Linked DNA regions of Sus scrofa: region 1 is linked to region 2. Evidence: chromatin contacts called from public Hi-C data. All regions are on one chromosome and are shown on one strand. The core of a region is the stretch at or near the end of the contact, and the rest is flanking DNA. Distances in the headings are between cores, read along the strand shown. Region 1 holds the start of RADIL (ras-associating and dilute domain-containing protein). Region 2 has its middle 50 kb from the start of FOXK1.

Region 1 (4,501 bases), core at 423-2,922, 210 kb before region 2:
AAGACGGAGAAGGGTGAAACCCGGGAGGAATGGTGTAGCTGGCATCACAACATCTAGAAGAGCAGGGGCCTGCACGTGGTTCTGTAACTGGCCAGAGAGTAAATAGTTTAGGCTTTGGGGCTGTAAAGTCTGTTGCATGAAAGCAGTTTTAGACAATATGTAACCAAATGGGTGGGGTTGTGTTCCAAGAAAACTTTATTTACGAAAACAACAGCTCCACTTTGGCCCCCAGGTGGTAGTTGGCCAACCCCTGCTGAAGGATTTGGGACAGGATCGTGGGAGGAAAACAGGTTGAAATCCAGGCTCTCCTTCCAGCTCCATCTTTGCCTCTTGGGGGGGGGGATGAGGAGTGGGGGGGTGTGGAGAGTCTTGAAAAGGATACCATTTAATCACAGAGTCCCAGGCTCAATTCTTGGCCCTACCTCTAGCAGTTTGACCTCTCTCAGGCTCTGTTTTCCCCTCTGAAAAATGGGTGTAATGACATCTGCCTCACAGGAGCTGATGTGAGCTTTATTTTATTTATTTATTTTTGCTTTTTAGGGCCACACCTGCCGCATATGGAGGTCCCCAGGCTACAGCTGCCAGCCTACGCCACAAGGGGAACTCCCTGACGTGAGCTTTAGATGAGAGGGTCTGATATATTTTATGTGGTCTACAAATGTCTGTTCCCTCCTCCCCACTTTCTCCACTGCACATTCGGGGTCAGCGCCATAAAACTTGGTACCCCAATAGCTGTCAACAAGCAGGTGCATTCCCGAGGTCCGAATTCATATCCGAGGCCACGTGAATCCCCCAGGTCTAGCGCATGAGCAGCGCGGTACAAAGGGAGCTGTGAACAGCCCTTCTCCAAGATGAAACCCCAGCCGGAGGACTGGGGCCAAAGCGAGCTCGAAGGACACGTGCTTCTTTTCAAACAAGTTACCCGAGAAGGGCGGTTGGGCCAGAGCCCTGGAGCTGGCCTGGCCCCGTTTTGCATCCTTTTAAGCACAAGAGTGCCACGATCTGATTTGTCATTTAAGACGCTGGTGGGTGGGGGACAGAATGTAGGGAAACGGAACCTGCCACCCTTGTCCTCTTTCCATGTTTCGAACGTTCATATATCGGAGTCACAGCTCTGTACCGCCCCCTAACGATGAGCGCTTGCCTTACCCAGCTTCCTCTTTTTCCTGGCCTTCAAAGCCAAGGGAATAGGAGGTGGGATAGAAACTGCTTGCCCGAGGCCAGCACTTGGCCCAGGAGCTTGGGGAGCCCCGCCCCTCCTGCACAGGCCCCTCCCTTCCTTGCCTTGGAGGGCAAGTCCACACCCATTAATTGCTTGGCAGGTGGTGCCGTGCTCAGCCCCATCCCCTGGCTCCGCCCCTCCCCTAGGCCACGCCCCTTCCAGGCTCCCTTTCGGTCCATTGGATGGCGGCCGGATCACCCTGGGCCCAGACTGTCTCTTCTCGTCCCGCCTTGTTGCTCAGATGCTCCATTCCCTCGAGGGCTCATCCGAGGTGTCATCTCATTGGGCCTGCAGCACGTCCCTCGGAGGCCCCGCCCTCCAAAGGCCCCGCCCTACCTGTTGGGGGGCGCAGGAGGAGCCCGCGCGCCTCTCGCCGCGGGCCACGCCCTCCCACTGGCCCCGCCCACAGGGGCCCGCCCCAAGAGGGCCCGCCCCGGCCGTTGATCTGCCGGCAGGAGGCGCGCCACGCGCGAGTCCCGAGCCCTGGCTCCGGCTAACGGCGGGTGTGGGAGCCGTGCCGGAACGCGGCGGCGGCGGCGGCGGCGGCGGGCTGTGCTGGAGGTGAGTGCGGGGTGCGCGAGGAGCGGCGGCGGCGGGGGTCGCTCCGTGGCGGCCGGGGTCCCGGGGCGCGGAGGCTGGCCGGGCCGGGAGGCCGCGGGGCGCGCGCTGGGGCAGCTAGCCCCGCACGGGGCATCTTTCTTGCCACCCAGCCCAGGCTTGTTCGGTTGTCATGGAAACAGGCGGCTCTCGGGGCCCGGGCGAGGCCTCGGGGGGCGGAACCCGCAGACCGGCTACATGGGGGTTCCAGGGGGTCAGCTCCGGCCACTACCCGCTTTGGCCCCCGGAGCCTGGGCCCCCCAACGGCGGGGTTCCCCCAGGCCTCAGTTTCTCTGGCGGCCCCCACGGAGGGGGGTCTGCAAGGCGGGCACAGGGCGCAGGAGTCCGTACCCTCTTTCCGGGGTCCGCGTGACATCCCCCCCGCCCACGGCCTGTCTTGGTTTCCCTATTCACACGGCAGCGCTGTTCCCCACTCGCGTGCCAGCTGAAAGCATTGTCTCCCAGCTATTTCTGTACCATTTCCAGCCCCTTGACAAACAGTGCATCCTGGGGGGCCCACGCAGAAAACTCCCTTATTTCCCATTAGAGAGTGGGTACGTGGGACCCAGGCTGCTCTCACACCCAGCCCTGGCAACTCCCAGCACCTGGTCAAGTGTTTGGTTAATCTGAATTGCTGAAAAGAATTTCCCAAGTCCTCCGCCCGCTGGTGATTACAGGTGCCTCTGGTTAGTTACAGGTGTCTCCCATTGGCACAGGCCGCCTGGTCCGCATTCCAGAGAGGAGCCAGTCCTTAATCCCACTGGCAGAAAAAGCCCCCTGTCAAGAGGCTAGCATGGCAGAATTAAGTCTGATTAAATAATATCTGTGTTTAAAAGCACGGCTCTGGCTGGCGCTGTCGAGTGCGCGTTTTGGCCGGTGGGGGTAAGGCCCAGCCTGCGTGACTCTACTCTCGTCCCCTCCTGCCCTGGTGGAAATTCTAATGGATCCCACGTTGCAGTGTTGGAACGGCCGTGTCCCTCCACCCATTAGCTCAGCCCCACACTGACCTCACTCTCTGCCCTGGCTGCTGTGACTCGAGCTTGTTTTCATCAGAAATTGGACTCTTCCTTGCAAACAAGAGGAAAACATTCTCCAGGGGAAGCAGCAGCTTGCAGCCCACCGCCTCCAGCCCGTGTTTCCCCGGTATTTGTGCGAAAGAGGAGAGAACTGAGCAGAAGAGGAAAAGGCAGGTCATGTGTCCAGAAAAACAGATCTGGTTTCGCAGAGCCGGCCCCGCTCAGCAGGCTCCTCTCGCCCTCTGCAAGGACGCATCTGTCCCATTTGGACAAACAGGCTGTACTCTGCTTTCTGTGACGGTGGCGGAAGGGCCTGCCCGAGCCGCTGGCCACTGTCCGTGGTTGCTCTCTGAAAATGGCCACAGAATGACCAGGAGGGGAAGAGAGCTTCCTGATAAAATCGATCCGACAGATCAGGGTCCGTGTTTCCTGGGCCTTGTTGGGGCTTAAGGAGCAGTTACTGGAAGGGAATGAGTCGGTCTCTCCTACAGGCTCTGGCCCCTTTTCCCGACATTGCCCTGGGATCCAGCACAGGAGGCTGCAGGAGAGGAGGGAGGCGACTCCCTTCCACGGCCGCGGGAGGGGACCAAGCAGCGGTGAATGGTCATTCTCTGTTTCTCTCTTCATTAAAGCAGAATCGTCTAAGCTTTCAGACCTTACGGGACCTGTAAGAATCCACCCCTAGGCGCGGAATGGCACGTCACGTCTCCCTTACACCTGCGGGCCTTTTAAACCCCCGTGTGTACTTGGTGACTTTCCTGTGAAGGGGGCTACTGCAGAGACCCAGTTTCTGCCATTTTCAGCTTGTGTGTGAATTCACGTTGGAGCATCGTCTCCAAAGGTGGAGGTTTCTGAGCCAGATGCTGCCTGGCTGCCACAGCCAGATGCTGGGGCGGGGGGGGCTGTGCTGGACGTGAGCCAAGTGTCTGTGGAGGGGTCACATCCACTGGGAATGTGTGGTGGCCAGAGGCACATGCTGGAAGCTTTGGAGGCGAGTCGTGTAACTTTCAGAAGGCTCGGGGGGTTTGAAGCTGCTGATGTGTGCGACCCAAAGCCTTGTCGTGTGAAGGCTGTCCCAGGTGGTGGTGTCGAAAGTTCATTCCGGGCCCTCGACAGGCCCGAGGGCAGCCAGATCCAGCCCTGGGCTCCTCAGCCTCTGACAGGGCGACTCGCGCGCTCAGGGGAGAAACAGCCTTCCGAGGAGGGTCTCCCCACAGCCAGACTCGCCACAGCCGGGGAGCCCCTCGTGTGGTCCTTGTGCTCAGGACACGTGGCTGCTGGAAGCAAGCTGACTCTTCAGAAAGTACAAGGCCCCGCGCAGTGGTGAACGGGGAGCCAGGCCGCGGGCACAGGAAGTGGCCCCCCGCCCCACCACCCTCCGGGCAGAAGGCAGTGCCCTGAGCCCAGTCTTTGGTGGTGAAGCTGTCGGGCACATTCTGAAGGTTCAGGGTCCTCCCGGGAGGCCCGCTGGCTGATACTGGCGGGGGTGGGAGGCTTCAGGGGGGCCACCAAGGCCCGGGTGGCCAGCGGGAAGGAGCCCAGCTCAGTGCCAGTGTCAGAGGCTGGGACACTGCCCTGTGGGTCCTGGTCTCTGGGGGGCTCCCTGGTCACCTCTCCTGCCCTGGGTGGTCCCCGTCATTGTCCCCGGCCCCTCTCAGGGCCCCTG
Region 2 (4,398 bases), core at 26-2,525:
GCCTTGACCTGGCTGGACGGCTACAGTGTGCACACGCCCCCTTCCATCATCGGGGCGTGTGTAACGGTCGCACGTGCTTGTTTATTCTCATTGCTGTTTCGGGTTCCGTCATCAGAACCCACGTGCCACACGCTACGCACCCACCCACTGATGATGGGCGCCTGGGTTGTTTCGAGCCTTGACCTGTTGTCACTGAGGCGGTGGTGACCTCCTGGAATGTGTCTTTAGGTGGAGCCCTGCCCTGCCTCCTCTCGGGACGGAGTGAGCTGGCTGGGCCAGGGGAATACAGATAAAGCCCCGGTAGGGGCTGCCGAACGGATTTCCCAACAACTGTGTCACGTCGTGCAGCCACGTAACGGGAGAGAGTTTCCTTCTGCCCAACCTGGTGTCACACAGTCATTTTTCTTGGCACTTGGTGAAGCATCTTTCCATATGCTTATTTCCCATTTTAACATCTCTGAGTAACACTACAGTCTGGAGGGGCTGGTGTTCCTGCGTCCACTGGACAGAGGGGGACATTTGCTTTTTTTTTTTTTTTTTAAGGGCTGCACCCGTGGCATATGGAGATTCCCAGGTAGGGGTTGAAATGGAGCCTAGCTGCCGGCCTACACCACAGCTACAACAACACAGGATCTGAGCCGGGTCTGCGACCTACACCACAGCTCACAGTAATGCCAGATCCTTAACCCACTGAGCAAGGCCGGGGATCGAACCCATAACCTCATGGTTCCTCGTTGGATTCATCTCCACTGCGCCACGACGAGAACTCCTAGAGGGGGACATGTGAAGGGCAGAGGCCAGTGGCCTGGCCGACGGCGAGGGGCCCGGGAGCACTGGATCCCGGGTCTGCGCAGAAAGCAGTGACTGCTTACCCCGGGTTCTGCAGAGCAGCCGCGACTCCTGGAGAGGAGGCGTTCTCTTCCCCCCCAAACAGGAAGAAGACCTCAGAGGAGCACCTGACAAACTCAAGTTGGGCAACGTAGGGGTTAAGACGGCTGTTTTGGGCACAGGCTTGGCCGGCGGCGCCCGCCCTACCGCTGTTAGCCGTTGCTGTTATTTTTATGGGAAAGTGCGTCTGAGAGCCACCAGGGACTGGGAATGCGGCCTGGGGCCGGGCCTGGGGGGGCGGGGGCATGTCTGTACCCAAAGGAAACAGGACAACTTGAGTAATAGCAAATCCTGGAAATGATGACAGCCGCTTGCAAGCTTGCTGCAAGCGCCCTGTTCCGTTCGCAGAAACCGGATCCACAGGCATGTGTGTGGGAGGCGGGAGGCCCAGCCGCGCTGGGTCTCAGGTTTCTGGATCTCCGAGCTGCTGGAACCCATCTTCTTCTCCGTCTTAGGTCTGGGTCTCCAGAAGCAAAGCCTGAGAGGAGGGTGTGGGTGCGGGTTGTCGATGAGGGGGGTGGCCCCAGGGCCATCTGTGCGGGGCAGACCCAGAAGCCAAGGGGGGCAGGACCCAGGCGGCACTGGCAATCCCAAAGCATGCTTGGCCTCTTGTTTTCCAGCAGACAGACGCCCAAACATACAAACGGTCAGCACATGGTTGAGCAATTCCTCACCACCCTGGAGCCTGAGGACACGGGTTTCTGATCCCAGCGAGCCGGGCAGCCTCCCACCCCCCCAGCTCTGACACAGAGGCACCCAGGAAAAGCGAGAAGGTCAATGCCGAGACCTCATGTCCTCACGTCTCAGTAAGAGGAGGCTCGCCCAGCTCCCCCAGGTTCCCACAATGCTCTGCACCAGGAGGTAGAAGCCCCATGGCCTGCTCTGCTTTGAATGAACCCACGGGTGTGAGAGTAGGGAGCCCGGCCTCCTTTGCCTGCGTCTGGACACACCCAGGGGTGCGACCTGCATCCCAGAGGCCCGTCCTCCCTTGGCTTCTTGGGTCTCCCTGGCAAATGTCTCTGGGACCCCAACCCACAGCGGTGACTGGCACAGAAACCCTCACCTCAGGGAAGCAAGGATTCCTGCCTCCAGCAGGTGCACAGACACGGCCCATCCCCGGGAGCTGGTTTCCTGGGTAAAGCCATGACACGTGTGATTCTGGACGATTCTGGAATGACTGCTGCAGCTGAGGTTTTCTCTCCCTCTCCCCCTCTGAAGCCTCTCCTCACCCAACACGCACACGGGGTCCTCGGCTGTGACATGTGCGTGTTGGGCTCACGTGTGCACGGAATGGGGCACGAAGCACACGTGTGTGAGTCTGCTGGTTTCCCAAAGGGACCCCATCCATGTCACCACCACCAGGTCAAGCAGCGAACCTCACCAGCGTCTGGGAGAGAAGCCGTGTGCCCTTCCCGTCACCACCCAGGCACCCCTAAGTGCCACCCCGACTTCTGACACCAGAGCTCAGCTCTGCCTGCCGTTTGCCTTTTAAACAAACGGAATCACACGGAACGCTCTCTTGTGCGGCCGCTTGCCTGTACGGGTGACCTGACTCTGTCTGATGAGCTCTCGCCGTGGTCCGGCTCGCCTGCATCCCTGTCTCGTATTCACCACGAGAATATGCAGTTTATTCGCCCCTCCATCACTCACGGGCATGGCACCTCTTCCTAGTTTGGGCTCTGACAAAGGATGCTCTTACAAAGGGCGTGCCCGCAGACCTTCTAGAACAGGTTCCCGGGTGCACGTGTGCGTGTGTGCGGCCGGGCGTTTGCGCCTCGTGGAATTGCTGTCATGGGAAACTGCACGTCCAGCTCGACTAGGTGCGGCCACACAGCACCCACAGTGGGGTGTATCGGTGCCCCAGCCCCTCCGCTAGTGCGGAGTTCCTCCTGCCTAACCTCACGATGCCTGGGATGGGGAACTTCCACTTTGCAACCCGATCCGAAGGGATGGGACCGTTCCTCTCCATACCCTTGACTCTCAGGGCTGCCGCGGGTCCTTACGCTCCCTTCGTGTGAATGAGACGGACGTCCCTGCCTTTAGACACTTTCCAGCCATCTGTTAAACAGTGCTGCGCTGTGCCGATTTTGTCAGAATGTGGCACGCTACTGCCCTCTGCTGGACAACTTCCAAAACTCATGCACGTCTTGGAAGCGTGAGAGAAATGGCAGCCTCTCAGGTGGGGCCCCTGGGCAGTGCACTCCCTGGACGACCGTACAGGGCGACCCTGGCCACACCCATTCCTGTTCACACACACACTGGAGGTGAGGCGAGGCGAGGACTGAGTGGAGGAGGCCCATGAACTCTCCCACAAGATGATGGCTCAAGGGCGGGATCTGGTCTGCAGTTAGGTTTTATTTGACCCACCCTATAAAAACAGAGTTGAGGAGTTCCCGTTGTGGTTCAGCGGGTTAAGAATCCAACTAGGATCCATGAGGATGCAGGCTGGATCCCTGGCCTCGCTCAGGGGGTTAAGGATCTGGCATTGCTGCCAACTCCAGTGTAGGTCGAAGATGTGGCTCGGATCCTGCATTGCTGTGGCTGTGGTGTAAGCCGGCAGTGGCAGCTCCTATTTGACCTCTGGCCTGGGAACTTCCATATGCTGCAGAAAGTATGCAGATGAAAAGGAAAAAAAAAAAAAAACAAACACTTAACTGGGCCAATATTTTTAGACATAAGAGCTTTTATGTAAAAATCTGGAAAAATCAGAGACTCCAGAAAAATTGGGCCTTCATCTCCAAATTATGACACAGAGGCTGATCTGCTTGTCTCCAGTGAACCTCGGTCTCCACCATGTCCCACTGTCCCCAACCCCAAGGCCTCTGTCAATGGCAGCAGCAAAACTACAACAAGCTAATGCAGGGCCAGATCCCTCCCCCAGCGTCTTCACGGTTTTTTTTGGCCATGCCCGCAGCATGTGGAAGTTCCCCGGGCCGGGGCTCAAACTGGTGCCACATCAGCTAACGGAGCCACAGCACTGACAATGCCAGATCCTTAACCCACGGTGCCACCTGGTAACTCCACATCTTTCCTTATTTATGGAGCCTGCCTTGCTGCTGTGGGATATACGTTTCTCATCACTAGTTTTGACATTGATAAGGGAATAAAAAAAACATTTCAGGCTGATCATTAGATTGGGAGCTAATCTAATGATCTGGAGTAGAAATCCCACCTGATAAGGTTTTTATGGAAATCTAGGGTCCCAAGGCCTTGCCCAAAGAGGCTGGTCTTTATGAGCTGGAGGCCAGAAAATGAAGAAGGAGAGCCTGGGATGAGCAGGTGAGGGTGAGCAGGTGGCATCTAGAACTTGCTCAGAAAAGCTCTGGTGTCTCAGGAAATCAGGGCTGGGGCGGCAGCCTAGCAAGTTACGTGGCTGAGACTGAAATGAAAATTCCACACCTTTGTGTTATATTGTTAAACTAGCCTCCTGACTACCTCAAGAATTTTTCTTTCTTTTTTTATTAAATTATTTCTACCGGCATTTTATCTTATTTTGGTTTTTAGGGCCTC

What was found. Hi-C and Micro-C count contacts between places; a contact is called where the count stands out from the background.
Region 1: a Hi-C map of subcutaneous adipose tissue shows a contact between it and region 2, with 2.8 times the contacts expected there. The contact joins the promoter of RADIL here to the enhancer-like site in region 2. A contact is called at or near these places in 13 of 47 Hi-C or Micro-C datasets (alveolar macrophages, blood, embryonic fibroblasts and 7 more) and 1 of 2 datasets of contacts at active chromatin or transcription factors (skeletal muscle).

What each region holds. Positions count from the first base shown.
Region 1 is chr3:3,713,310-3,717,810 of Sscrofa11.1, reverse strand. RADIL (ras-associating and dilute domain-containing protein) reads left to right here and starts at 1,672. Exons shown (of 16, transcript XM_021086022.1): 1 at 1,672-1,783.
Region 2 is chr3:3,503,923-3,508,320 of Sscrofa11.1, reverse strand. No RefSeq gene overlaps it. Among named protein-coding and RNA genes, the nearest start is that of FOXK1, 50 kb to the left of the region's middle. Within about 2 kb of position 1,275, at least 21 of the 83 cell types and tissues checked have an H3K27ac peak or open chromatin away from gene starts, as enhancers often do. A contact at or near this core is called in mesenteric adipose tissue, omental adipose tissue, retroperitoneal adipose tissue and 2 more, where this site is marked.